Linked DNA regions of Mus musculus: region 1 is linked to region 2. A link is a contact called in public promoter capture Hi-C data. All regions are on one chromosome and are shown on one strand. Each heading gives the region's core, a stretch centred on a gene start, on an enhancer-like site or on the middle of the called end of the contact. The rest is flanking DNA. Distances are from core to core; before and after follow the strand shown. Region 1 overlaps Aldh4a1 (aldehyde dehydrogenase 4 family, member A1). Region 2 overlaps Ubr4 (ubiquitin protein ligase E3 component n-recognin 4).

What was found. Promoter capture Hi-C pulls out the DNA fragments that hold promoters and counts their contacts.
Region 1: a contact with region 2 is called in a promoter capture Hi-C map of liver, with 3 times the contacts expected there. The contact joins two enhancer-like sites. A contact is called at or near these places in 10 of 39 promoter capture datasets (the 3T3-L1 cell line, cranial neural crest, embryonic stem cells and 5 more), 2 of 484 Hi-C or Micro-C datasets (the AML12 cell line and cranial neural crest), 12 of 115 datasets of contacts at active chromatin or transcription factors (T-cell acute lymphoblastic leukemia, bone marrow-derived macrophages, differentiating embryonic stem cells and 6 more) and 4 of 9 other capture datasets (adipose tissue, embryonic stem cells, liver and 1 more).

What each region holds. Positions count from the first base shown.
Region 1 is chr4:139,627,967-139,633,627 of GRCm38.p6, reverse strand. The region is part of intron 1 of Aldh4a1 (aldehyde dehydrogenase 4 family, member A1); the gene reads right to left. Among named protein-coding and RNA genes, the nearest start is that of Aldh4a1, 7.9 kb to the right of the region's middle. Within about 2 kb of position 3,352, at least 15 of the 459 cell types and tissues checked have an H3K27ac peak or open chromatin away from gene starts, as enhancers often do. A contact at or near this core is called in liver, where this site is marked.
Region 2 is chr4:139,396,612-139,402,375 of GRCm38.p6, reverse strand. It overlaps Ubr4 (ubiquitin protein ligase E3 component n-recognin 4), which reads right to left. Exons shown (of 106, transcript NM_001160319.1): 9 at 5,695-5,764; 10 at 5,164-5,223; 11 at 4,892-5,082; 12 at 2,715-2,814; 13 at 2,442-2,579; 14 at 1,934-2,051; 15 at 908-1,095. Among named protein-coding and RNA genes, the nearest start is that of Ubr4, 19 kb to the right of the region's middle. Within about 2 kb of position 1,650, at least 2 of the 459 cell types and tissues checked have an H3K27ac peak or open chromatin away from gene starts, as enhancers often do. A contact at or near this core is called in liver, where this site is marked.

The sequences.
Region 1 (5,661 bases), core at 2,103-4,602, 230 kb before region 2:
CTCAAAGCAAGACCGGGGCTTGGGGAGACAACTGGCTTTGGGTCTAAGACTTAGAAATCATAACCCTACCCCTGTGTGTCTTGGGGTGCATGACTCGCCCGCTCTAAGTCTGTTTCTACAGCTACTGAATGAGAAGACGCCACCAACCCCCTGAAGTCATTTTGTATATGTTAGAGACCCATTGTCTCTCTCTCTTTTTTTTTCCCCTGAAATTCACTTCACAGAGTCAGGCTTTCTCTACACTGAACAGGTAGCCTGTGAGGGCTGAGTCTCTCAGTGTGAGCCAGAGAGATGCCCTCAGCAGAGACCTGGCATTCAAGTGGGCAAGGGCATCAAATATGGACCACAAACTTGGGAGGACTGGCCTGGGTCCTGGGTGTAGCAACAGGCAGGGCTGGTTCAGAGAACCAACGTCCCATTCCTGTTACCTAATTGGTGAATGATCACCATCTCCTTCCTTGTCTAGGAGCACGAAGAGGGGAAGATAGAAGGAATGTCACCAGCAGCTGGGGTCCCACCATTCCAGAGCTAAAGGCTCAGCTCTTCCACTTCCCAGATGTGGGATGTCCCCACAGGTCCCAGATTCTTTGTAAATGAGGACAGCTCAGAGGACATCTTAATGTTGGCAACACTAACAGAGCACAGACCCCAGGGCAGGCCTCATCAACTGTCCAGATACAAGTTCCCTATGGAATAAGTCAGTTGATCATTTTATCATGACAATGACTAGCTCAAGGCTGAAATGAAAAGAAACCTGGATTTGAGTCTAGACCAGCAGTTCTCAATGTGTGGGTCATGACCGCTTTGAGGGTCACATATCAGATAGGCTGCATATCAGATATTTTACAATTTATAACAGTAGCAAAATTACAGTTATAAAGTAGCAATGAAATTATGTCTGGGGAGCCACCACACCATGAGGAACCATATTAAAGGGTCACATCATTAGGAAGGTTGAGATTAGCTGATGTAGACAAAGCCAGGTACCATGTGTGAGATGCTGGGGTATGTTACCACATGCCTGGGGTTCGGGCTGGGTGATCTGAGGGGACAGTTCAGAAAACCAGGAGTGCTCTCTCTGGGCCGGGTTTTGTGATGCTACAGTTGGGCAGAGAAGCAACCCCTCTCCGAGTGCTGCTTTGTGGGAACATAGTGGCCTGGACTACACTCAGACAAGATGAAGCGATCGATCTCTCAGAGAAAAGCTCTAGGCTGGTCCTCCTCCAGCGGAGCCACGCCCATCAGGAGTGAGCGGCCAGGCTGAGGGAGCACGGCCACAGCCACGTGTTTCTCCTTTTCCACGAGAAGGAGTGCAAGGGCCATGAAGGTTGAGTCAGGGAGGTCTGGAGGGGGCACATGCCAGAAGGAGGCCAGAACAGAGAGGTGGGGGAAAGGCCAAGATGGCTGAGGGGGAGGAAGAGGGACATTTGCTGACCAGATCTTCAAGAAGAGAGAAACTAAGAATCTACCTGGAGGTGGTGAGGGAAGGTGTCCACGCTCCCTCCACGGCCACACCCAGAGGCCACGTCACATTCCTTGGCCTCACCCTTGTCTGGCCAATGACCCAGACCTACCTCCCTTAAGCTCCAGAACAGAATAGTGAAACCCATTAGGTTACTATGGAGACCGGGCAGCTCTTAGCTGGCAAAGCTAGAGAAATCTGCCATGTCCCCCCTTCCTCCTGAAGTCCTGGCAACAGGGAGAGAGGTGTTTGGAGTTTCTAGGGGCTGACAGTGGGAAGGTAAAAATCTCGCATGTGGACCCATGTCCAACAGGCCTCCAGGCCTCCCCCAACCACCCACTGCATTGGACAATGTCATTCCTGGAAGCAGATGAATCAAAGCCAACCGTCCCAGCCAGTCAAGATCCCTCTCCAACAGCAGGGCTCATCTACTCCTCTGGGAGGCCTGCCTGGAGCCTGCTTCCTCAGCCCAAGAACACTACAGGGTACCCTCAAAAGTCACCTCCAACTGTGCGTGAACAAGCCAGGCATTCCTTGCCCACTGGGTCCAGATAGATGTACCAAGGCTCAGGAGTTCCCAAAGACCCCACCCATCCCCAACCAGGATCATACTCAGGACAGATCCAGCTCTGGTGGGGAAAAAGTCAGCAGATACCCCGCCCACACAGGGTCTCTCTTCCCTGCCATTCTGCCATTCCCCCACCCCCCAAAGCAATGCCAGAAACAGAAGTCCCACAGGCCTCCCTCCACCCTCCCCAAGGCAGAGACCCACTGTGACCTCAGGCTCTTGGACCGTCTCCAGGTCCTGAGGAGGCAAGTTCAAAAATCACGTTGAGCCTGAGTTAAGTGGTTCCAAAACTAACAAGCTTTTCTCCCAGTGCGCTGTGTTTTTTTTCTTTTTGGCTAGTGATCTGTCCTGACTTAACAGGCACCCCTCCAGTGGCTTAGACGAAGATGGAGGCAGATCAGTTGGCAAGACTTAAGGCTTCCAGGACAGTGGTTTTCAACCTTCTGAAAGCTACAATTCTTTAATATAGTTCCTCAAGGTGTGGTGACCCCCGACCATAAAGTCATTGTCGTTGCTATTTTTTTTAAGGAATGTTTTTTGTTTTTTAAAGATTTATTTATTTATTATATGTAAGTAGACTGTAGCTGTCTTCAGACACTCCAGAAGAGGGAGTCAGATCTTGTTACGGATGGTTGTGAGCCACCATGTGGTTGCTGGGATTTGAACTCAGGACCTTCGGAAGAGCAGTCGGGTGCTCTTACCCACTAAGCCATCTCACCCGTTCCTACTTTTGTAACTATAATTTTGCTACTGTTGTGAATCTAATGTATTTTTGGAGATAGAGGTCTGTCAAAGGGGTAGCTACCGGAAGTATGAGAGCTCTAAGAGGATTCCTGAAGGCCTTTCTAGGCAGGACGGTTTTCCTCATTCATTCATTCATTCACTCATTCATTCATTCATTCATTCATTCATTCATTCATCCATCCATCTATGCAGTCAGCTAGGTTTGCCCAAAGCAACAACACAGGTTTACTCCGCCCACCAGGTGGTTTACTCTCCACAGGTTTCTGAGCTCAACCCGGATCTCAATCCTCCCGCTGTGGAGAGAGAGGAAGCACAGGGCAAGGTCTACACCCACCCAACTCATGCTTCCTGGCAACCTGGGCTAACCCGCTAAGGACGGGGCCAGGGCCTGAGCCAGAAAGCTCTTCTTCCTTGCAAGCTTCAGAGACCACGTCCCCTTCCCCCACCTAGTGGCAGGAGATGTCACGGTTTCCAGGAAGAACCTGAGCCAGCAAACTCAGCACTCTTGAGAGGAGGAGACCAGGTGAAAGAGGGCTTGGCTCCACCCTGTCCAAGGTTCAATAGTGCCATCCTCATTCATCAGAGTCCGACGTAACAGTCAAGTCTCCGCCGCTATCTCCAGGCTGCTTATGCCATAACCAAAGCTACGCCATCACCCTGCCTCTCCAGTGCCAGGGACCTGTTCTGAGGAGGACGCAGCTAAGCAACTTAGTCATCGTGAATGCGACAGAGAACGCCCACACAGAAACCTCCTGGACACAAGCCGATCCAAGGGGACCTCTTTCAACCAGGGGCTGCTGCAAAAGGGGTGGGCATGACACTGCCACACTACGATACATCTGTTACGATTGCACGGGTCCACCCAATGGGTGAGTGAGCCCGTGATTTTCTATATGGCAGAGTGGACTATGTTTTCTTTCTAATGTGTCACGGCGTAGACGGGAAGATCAAAAATCAACTAAGAGTCAGTCAGGTCTCTGCTTCTACTGCATGGATCCTGAGAACCAAGCTTGGGTCGTCAGGCTTGGCGGCGAGCGCCTTCGCCTGCTGAGCCAGCTTGCAGGCCCCAGCCCCAGACTTGAACATGAAAACCGGATTGAGGGAGACTCACCTTAAAACCACTTCTTCTACAATGAAGACTCAGATCCTCGGGAGCCCTTAGGCTCATTCCCCATCACACATTCCTTGCAGAAGCACAGCCGGCCCGTCCTTTCCTCAGACCTCCCATCACACTTGGATGTCCCTCACCGGTGGGTCCCCCACCCCACCCTCAGGTCTGAGGGGGCTTTCCATCATCTCAAAGCCAAGCAGGGGGATTTGGGCCAGAGCCTGAGCATCCGATCCGGAAGCAGCCTGTGTCCCTTCCAAGCAACCCCACACATAAGCGCCGGCAGAGAGCAAGCCTGGGAGTGTGAGGGTGTGAGAGCCGACAGCAGACCTTCAGGACTGAGCTTGTGGTCTGGACCTCCTGCTAGCTAAGTACCAGGTCAAGAAGTAAGTAGAGGTTATCTTGTTCCCTTCAGCTGCCTGTTTCCCAGTTGTAATCTGCAGCCTGATAAAGCAAATCCCCCTTATCACTCAATTAGGTGTAATTAAGGTAGCAGTGGAGGCTCCCGGGGAGAGGAAAGTACAGGCTCAGGGTGGGGCAGTCGACAGGAGCACTTCACCTTGATGCCCTGGAAGACACTGTAGCTCATCCCCTGAGCTCTGAGCACTGAGCAGAGTGAGGTGTGGACACTGTCCTTGTGTCCTTTCTAACGCCATGATAAAAGAGTCTGACAAGAAGCAACTTGGGGACAAAAAGGTTTCTGTTAGTTCACCACCCGGGTCTGTCACTGTAGGGAGACTTCAGAGGCAGGCGCTTGAGACAGCTGGTCACAGCCACAGTCAAGAGCAGAGAGAAGAGAACACATACGTGTTCAAGAGCTTATGCTCAGCTCGGAAGCTCCTGCCTAGGGAATGACGCCACCCACAGTGGGTTGGGTCTTTTCAGAATTAACTCAATTAAGACATTCCCCTACAGGCCAACTCAAAGTAGAAAGTCTCTCACTTGGATTCTCTTCCCAGGTGTTTCTAGGTTGTGTCAAGCTGACAGTTAAAGCTGACCATCGGGTACAGGGACCCTCGTAATGTACTAGGTTGCACTGTGACCCCATTTTATGGATAAGTCAACTGATACTCAGAGATAGCATTACTCCTTTACAGCTCCTGGTCACAGCTCATCTGTAATGGCACAAACTTATAAAGTCAGGAGATATAGTCTGTGGTCAAAGGATATCTCAGAGATCTTGGGCCAGCCTGGATGACGGGGCAGGTCAATCCCCTGACCACACAGTGCAAAGGAACCACTCACTTCCCATGTGGAGGAGGGGAATGCCTCAGATGGACAGTCACTAGCACTGCAGCCCAGCCTTCACTGTGCACTATGTAGACCCGGCTAACCTCAAACTCAGAGATCTGCCTGCTCCTGCCTCCAAAGCACTAGAATTAAAGGTATATGCCACCACACCCATCCTGGAGTACTCTCTTGCTGTCCAGCTGTCCTCAGTATTTCTGTCAGGGCTGGCCACACAAGGCAGCCGACTGTGGGAGAGAGATGGGTCACCAGATTACAACAAGCCTCAGTTTTCTGGGTGCTGAGCATGTGTCAAACAATCCATGAACTCATGCAAACCCCAAGATAAGCAAGGCCTTGTGATGAAGGCTTGTAATCCCAGTTACTCCGAGGCTGGGGCAGAGAGGTTGCAAGTTCAAGGCCAGCCTGGGCAACTTAGCAAGACTCTATCTCAAAATAAATGTTAAAAGGGGGGTGGGGGGGGCTGGACAATCAGCCCCATGGTAAGTACCTGTTTTACACACACAGGCTCTCAACACTGCAAAAAAACCC
Region 2 (5,764 bases), core at 401-2,900:
ATGAAACTAGCTGCACAGAAGGCCAGACCCACTCCATGCAGCCAACCTCAGAAAACACTGTGTAAGGAGGACCTCTGAGCTGATCCAGTCCCTGACCCTCAAGACGGTACCAGTAACATACTGAAGACTGACCCTACATCAATGATTACTACACATATTCTCACTTTTCTCTCTATTATTAAATTAGTTTATCATTATTGTAAAAACTAATTATTGAATGATGATATAAGGGCTAGAGAGTTGGCTCAGTGGTTAAGAGCACTGGCTGCTCTTCCAGAGCTCCTAAGTTCAATTCCCAGCAAGCACATGATGGCTCACAACCATGTGTAGTGGGATCTGATGCCCTCTTGTGCTGTGTCTGAAAAGAGCTACCATGTACTCATATACATAAATATTAAAAAAATACATATAAATGTTTTATGCCCATAACCTTGACATGAAGCTATATAAGGCTACATTAGAGAATTGTACTTGACTCATTACTCTGATAAACTATCAGAATAGGGGCTGAAATACAGAAGAAAATCAATAAATATTGGTTGAATCAATAAGTAAGTATTTATGATGCGCCGAACCTATTCTAGAGGCTTTGAAAACACTCTTTCACAATGCCTTCAGGGCAAGTACAGTCACTCCCCAACAAGGACACATTCAGACTCTGGCCCAGGACCAGTAAGGTTCAAATCAACTTCTACTTACTTATTCCTAGAGACTGTGCTAGTAACTGTCAGCACTGGAAGCGTGCTATTTAATGACATGATCACTACTTGAAGTCCTGCAGAGACAGAGCTAAGGACTGCGGTATCCAACTTATAAATGCTTTAGCTCCGACGCCATATGCTTCACAGATCAACCACTCACTGTACTCAAGCAGTCTCTCCCACAGAACCTCAGAAACCAGTCTTACCAACTCAGGGTCTTTGCGGCTGGCCAAGATGTTGCCCTTCTCACCAGATGCCTGCTTATTGGGGCTTTTAACCCGAGGAGAGCTCTCCAGGGGAGGGGGTGGTGGAGGAGGTGGAGGCGCAGCTTTTTCTTTACTGGGAGAGATGGTCTCCTCAAACCACTGCCCCAAAATAGGCTCACTGTCATCATCTGAAGAGAAAGAGCATATCACGAAAACGCAATTTTTATGTATGTGAACCTGTTTTTCTATAGCTGCTGGGGTCAAAGATCACAGGACATCCTGATGCTGAGGACAGGAACTGACCCTGTCAATCTGTCAAGATCTAAATGGATAAACAAGTGCTTCTACCTTATTATACATGGGTTACAGTAAAACTGATTTCTTATGAGGTCCAACAACAGAAGAGAACCCATGTCCTCTTATCTCCCTGCCTGGAAAGGGGTCAAACATTTATAAGAGCAAACAAGTTTCATCACCCAAGATGGTAAAAATCGTGCCCCTTGGGGTTTCACATTGTTTCACACACTTGAGCATGGAAAAAAAGTCAAACAAACAAAAACCAGAGACCACCCCTCTACACATCTTCAGCTCCTCTCTATGTGCTCCTCAGCTACAAGCCCATGGTTAAACCCAATCCCTGCCACGTGACCTTTTGACCTGTGCAGGAAGGACAGAGGTCCCAGCATAGGGAACAAAGGAGCAAACATGAACATTTTGGTTTTGGCAGAGAGAAAGCAGTCATTAGCATTTCACCTTTGACACTCCACTTACTGCCTAGCCCAGGCCGGCCTCCGACTCAGTAAAGCCCATTAGTACTGACCGTGGGCGTCTGCTCTTCCTGCCTCACAGTGCTGGGACTACAGGAGTGTGAGAGCACCTGGATTATGGCTGGAGGGGATCTAGCCCAGGCTTCATGCACTCTAGGCAAGCACTTTCCCACCACTCTCTGACCCTCAAGCTGCTCTTAAACAGCACACCACTTTGAGAATACATAAAAGTGAGGGCAGAGGGGCTATCTCTAGCTACCTTGGCTGCTGTCCTCCTCTGTGCTACTGAAGTCATCCTCATAGTACGTGTTGGAGTCGGTGGAGGCGCTGGCATCACTGCTCATGGAGCCCTTCCTCTGCCGCTGCAGGACACACGCCTAGGGAAACACAAGCGTGAGGAACACATGAGCCAGAGACAGAGCCAGGAGCTTGAGTGTCCACCATGCTTCTGCTTCAAATGTGTCACGATGGACCACCAGGGTCAGCAGACAGCTAAAACTGGCAATCAATAACCACTTCCAAAGCACCACAAACTACTCTGTCAAGATCAGTACAGTGACATCATGTGCCTATAATCCGAAGAGGCTAACGCAGGAGGACCAACTGCATGCAGGAATGCTAGCCCAGATTAGGAAGGGAGACAGAAAGAGAAGAGGAGTAGTCTAGGGAGGATTCCATTCTAAAACCACCACCACAGTCTGCATTCTTAAACATCATGGTCTCTGTCCACTTTACTCCAATTCATGAATGGCTTGACTCCCACCCACCTTTCTGTATGAAGTTGAAAGTAAAGTCAAGAGCAGGTTTGTCAGTGGGACAGAGTCAATCAGCCGTTGAATCCTTTGTGTGGAGGTGCTCTGGGCCATAATACTCAGGACTGCAGGGGGGCCATCTGTCTCCCAGCCCTGATGATAACAAAAATCAAAGCATATTAGTCGTATTACTCTGGGCAAAAAAAAAAAAAAAAAACCTTACTGATGCTCTAGTTAGCATCCCAAGTCGCCCCAGCAACCAACCCGAGGACTCCAGAGCCTCCGCACCTTGTGGAGTGCCTCCACCTGCAAGTCTTGAAAGAGAGACGCCAGCAGCTTGATGGCATGGTTTGCCAGTATCACCGAGAGTACCCCAAATCCCTGATGCCTATACAAATAACAGAAGCTCAGACTTAAAAACCATTAGCAATGAATCACAACCTCAGAAATGGCCATTATCCTGCCAAACTGGCATCCCAGATCCCTTTACAGATCTACAAACTTCCCTCTGAGGATAGACTACTCTACACACACACACACACACACACACACACACACACACACACACACGCGTGCGAGCGCACACACACTCACGCACGCACTCACGGACATCACCCTAGCACTACAGCTTACTAACCCCAAAGCCCATGTACAAACTTTCACAGGATCGACAGGCTTCATAGCAAGAACTTCTTCCAAATGAAACTATTTCATACTATTTCACATCACTTCAAAGCTGTTGATCAAAAAATGATTAAACTTTAAAGAAGTAATTTTTTTGAGGGTTGGCAAGATGGCTTTAGAATGTAAAGGTGCTTGCTGCCAAGCCTAGTAATAATCTTGAGTTCTATCCCCAGGAACCACATAATGAAAGGGAGAGAATCAACTCCTCCAAGCTGTATTCTGACCTCCACGATGTACCACTCACTGCACATGCACACACCACTCCTAAACACACACACTCACAACGGGAAATAAGCATAAGGGTAAAAGGTCCCTGGATGTTGTTCCTCAGAGGCGAGTTTCTACCTCTCCAGTGCTAGATTTACACTCGCACATGGGTTCTCAAAACTGGGCGTAGGTCCATCCACGTGAGTGCAAACACACCTGGCTGAGCTAGTTCTCTGGCTCCCCATGGAACAGGTCTGATGGCAGAGTCCCGCTGATGCTAAATATTTCTACTTCCACCTCAGCCTGAACTATCTATTCCTATCCAAACACAACACGGCTCCTAGCAGCCTCTTGCTCTGGCTTCTTTTTTTCACAATAATTGTGACAACTCATAATAGACTTGCTGGCTGCTTTTTCCCTTAGTAAATAAAAGCCAAAATGGGAGTGGTAGCAGATTCCTGGAAAATCTGGTACTTGGGAGGGTAGGCAGAAGGACCAGGAGCTGTAGGCCATCAGCTACATAGCAAATGTGAGACCAGCTAGGCTGTTAGAAACCATATCTCAAAACAAATCAAGGAGAGGAAAAGGGACAGAACTGAGAGGTGGCTCTAAGATCCAGGGAATCTGAAGCCCTTTTCTGGTCTCCAGGAATGCCTATGGCATACATACATACATACATACATACATACATATATGCATACACACACACACACACAAAACACCCAGATAAATAAAGAGAGCTGGCTCAGCAGTTAAGAACAGTAGTTGCTTTTGCAGAAGATCGAGCTTTGGTCCCCAGCACCCACACAGGGAGTTGCAACCATGCATAAGTCCCATTCCAGGGGATCTGATGCACTCTTCTGACTTCCGTGGTAAGTAGGCATGTGCGTGGTACAATTCTATGTATGCAGGCAAAACACACGTAAGATAAATCTTTTTTGTTTTGCTTTGTTTTGTTTCAAAACAGGGTTTCTCTGTGTAGCCCTGGCTGGCCTTGAGCTCAGAAATCCGCCTGCCTCTGCCTTCAGGTGCTGAGACTAAACCAGCTGATAAGTCTTAAAATAATTAAAACTAAGCAAATAAAATACAGCCAAGTATATAAAATAATTTAAAATAATAAACACAGCTCTAGCGATGCCTTGATTAAAGAAATGCTTGAGCAGCACATTCCATTCGCCGGTGCGCACTTCCTAGCAAGCACACCTCAGCTTTTGATCTGAACTTGCTGCAGACTCTAAATATACGTCAGACTTCTTTCTCCTTGTCACAGATGAGGAAATGGGATTAAAACCAACCATGACCTATCCAGATGCTGGGGCAAGAAAATGGAGCGAGGAAAGCATCTTCTATTACTATTTTTGCTATTAAATTCACACAGCTGGAAGAGGAGTCCTCTGACACAGAGAAGCCAGCTGGCTTTAATGCTCGAGGCAGTGTGCTCAGTATGCATAGGCCCCTCAACAACCTACAGCAGGCAGTAACCAAGCGCTGATGTGGGGCGAGCAGCTCATCACCCTGGGAAACAGGGAACACAGCACAGCATTCAGAAATGGAGCTTGCAGGCAGACACACACCCTTTGCCAGGCCCCAGTTTGGGAGAGCCCACTCCCTCCTTTGTACGAGAAAGGATGTCTCTGACGCGAAGGGCAGCCAATGGGTCCTTCTCTTTCCCCTTGTCAGCCAGGGCTGTGGGGCTGAGGTTCAGTATGAGGAAGAGGCTATTAAGCAGGCACCAGGCGCCCAACAGCTGGAAGTTCTGGAAGTGCTGTTGAGAAAGGACAACACAAGACATCAGCAGGGAAACCCACCCCAGACAGAAGGTACCTGTGCCTCAGATGCCTCTTACCTCACCACCTGCGCGGCGGGAGCTGCTGATGGCCTGTCCAATCATGTCGTAGATCTCAAGCTGCCCAAGGAACAAACAGACATACAGTCTGAGCAGATCAGGTCTTCATCACAAACCTAAACCCTACCTGAGCCGGCTCTATTGGAAGAAGTGTAACTGTCTGCAGGTCACTTGGCGATCTATTGCCACCAGTCTCTGACCTCATGAGGCATTGCCTGTATCTCCCTCAGCACAAGACACCTTCTTAAGAGTTCTCATACACCCAGCCCTGCATCAACCAGCTTTCCATGACAACTAATTCTTTCTATGTACTTACAGCAAACTGTTATTTGCTACATCCTGCCTGAGAGTACACCAGCATTCGATAAGCCCTCAATGGTTTACAGAGTAAATGTCAATCCTCCATGGCTTACGGCTGCCACACAGGAAGGGGGAGCATGTATGGAAGCAAGTATGCCAAACACCTTGGCCGAATCCCTCTCAGAAGCACTGTCCAGGGAAGGGGTGTAGAGACTGCGACACTTGACTTACACATTTCTGAACAATCGTGGCTGCATCACTTTCGTAGTCATCTTCTTTGGAGCTTGTGGACCCTGTCCGC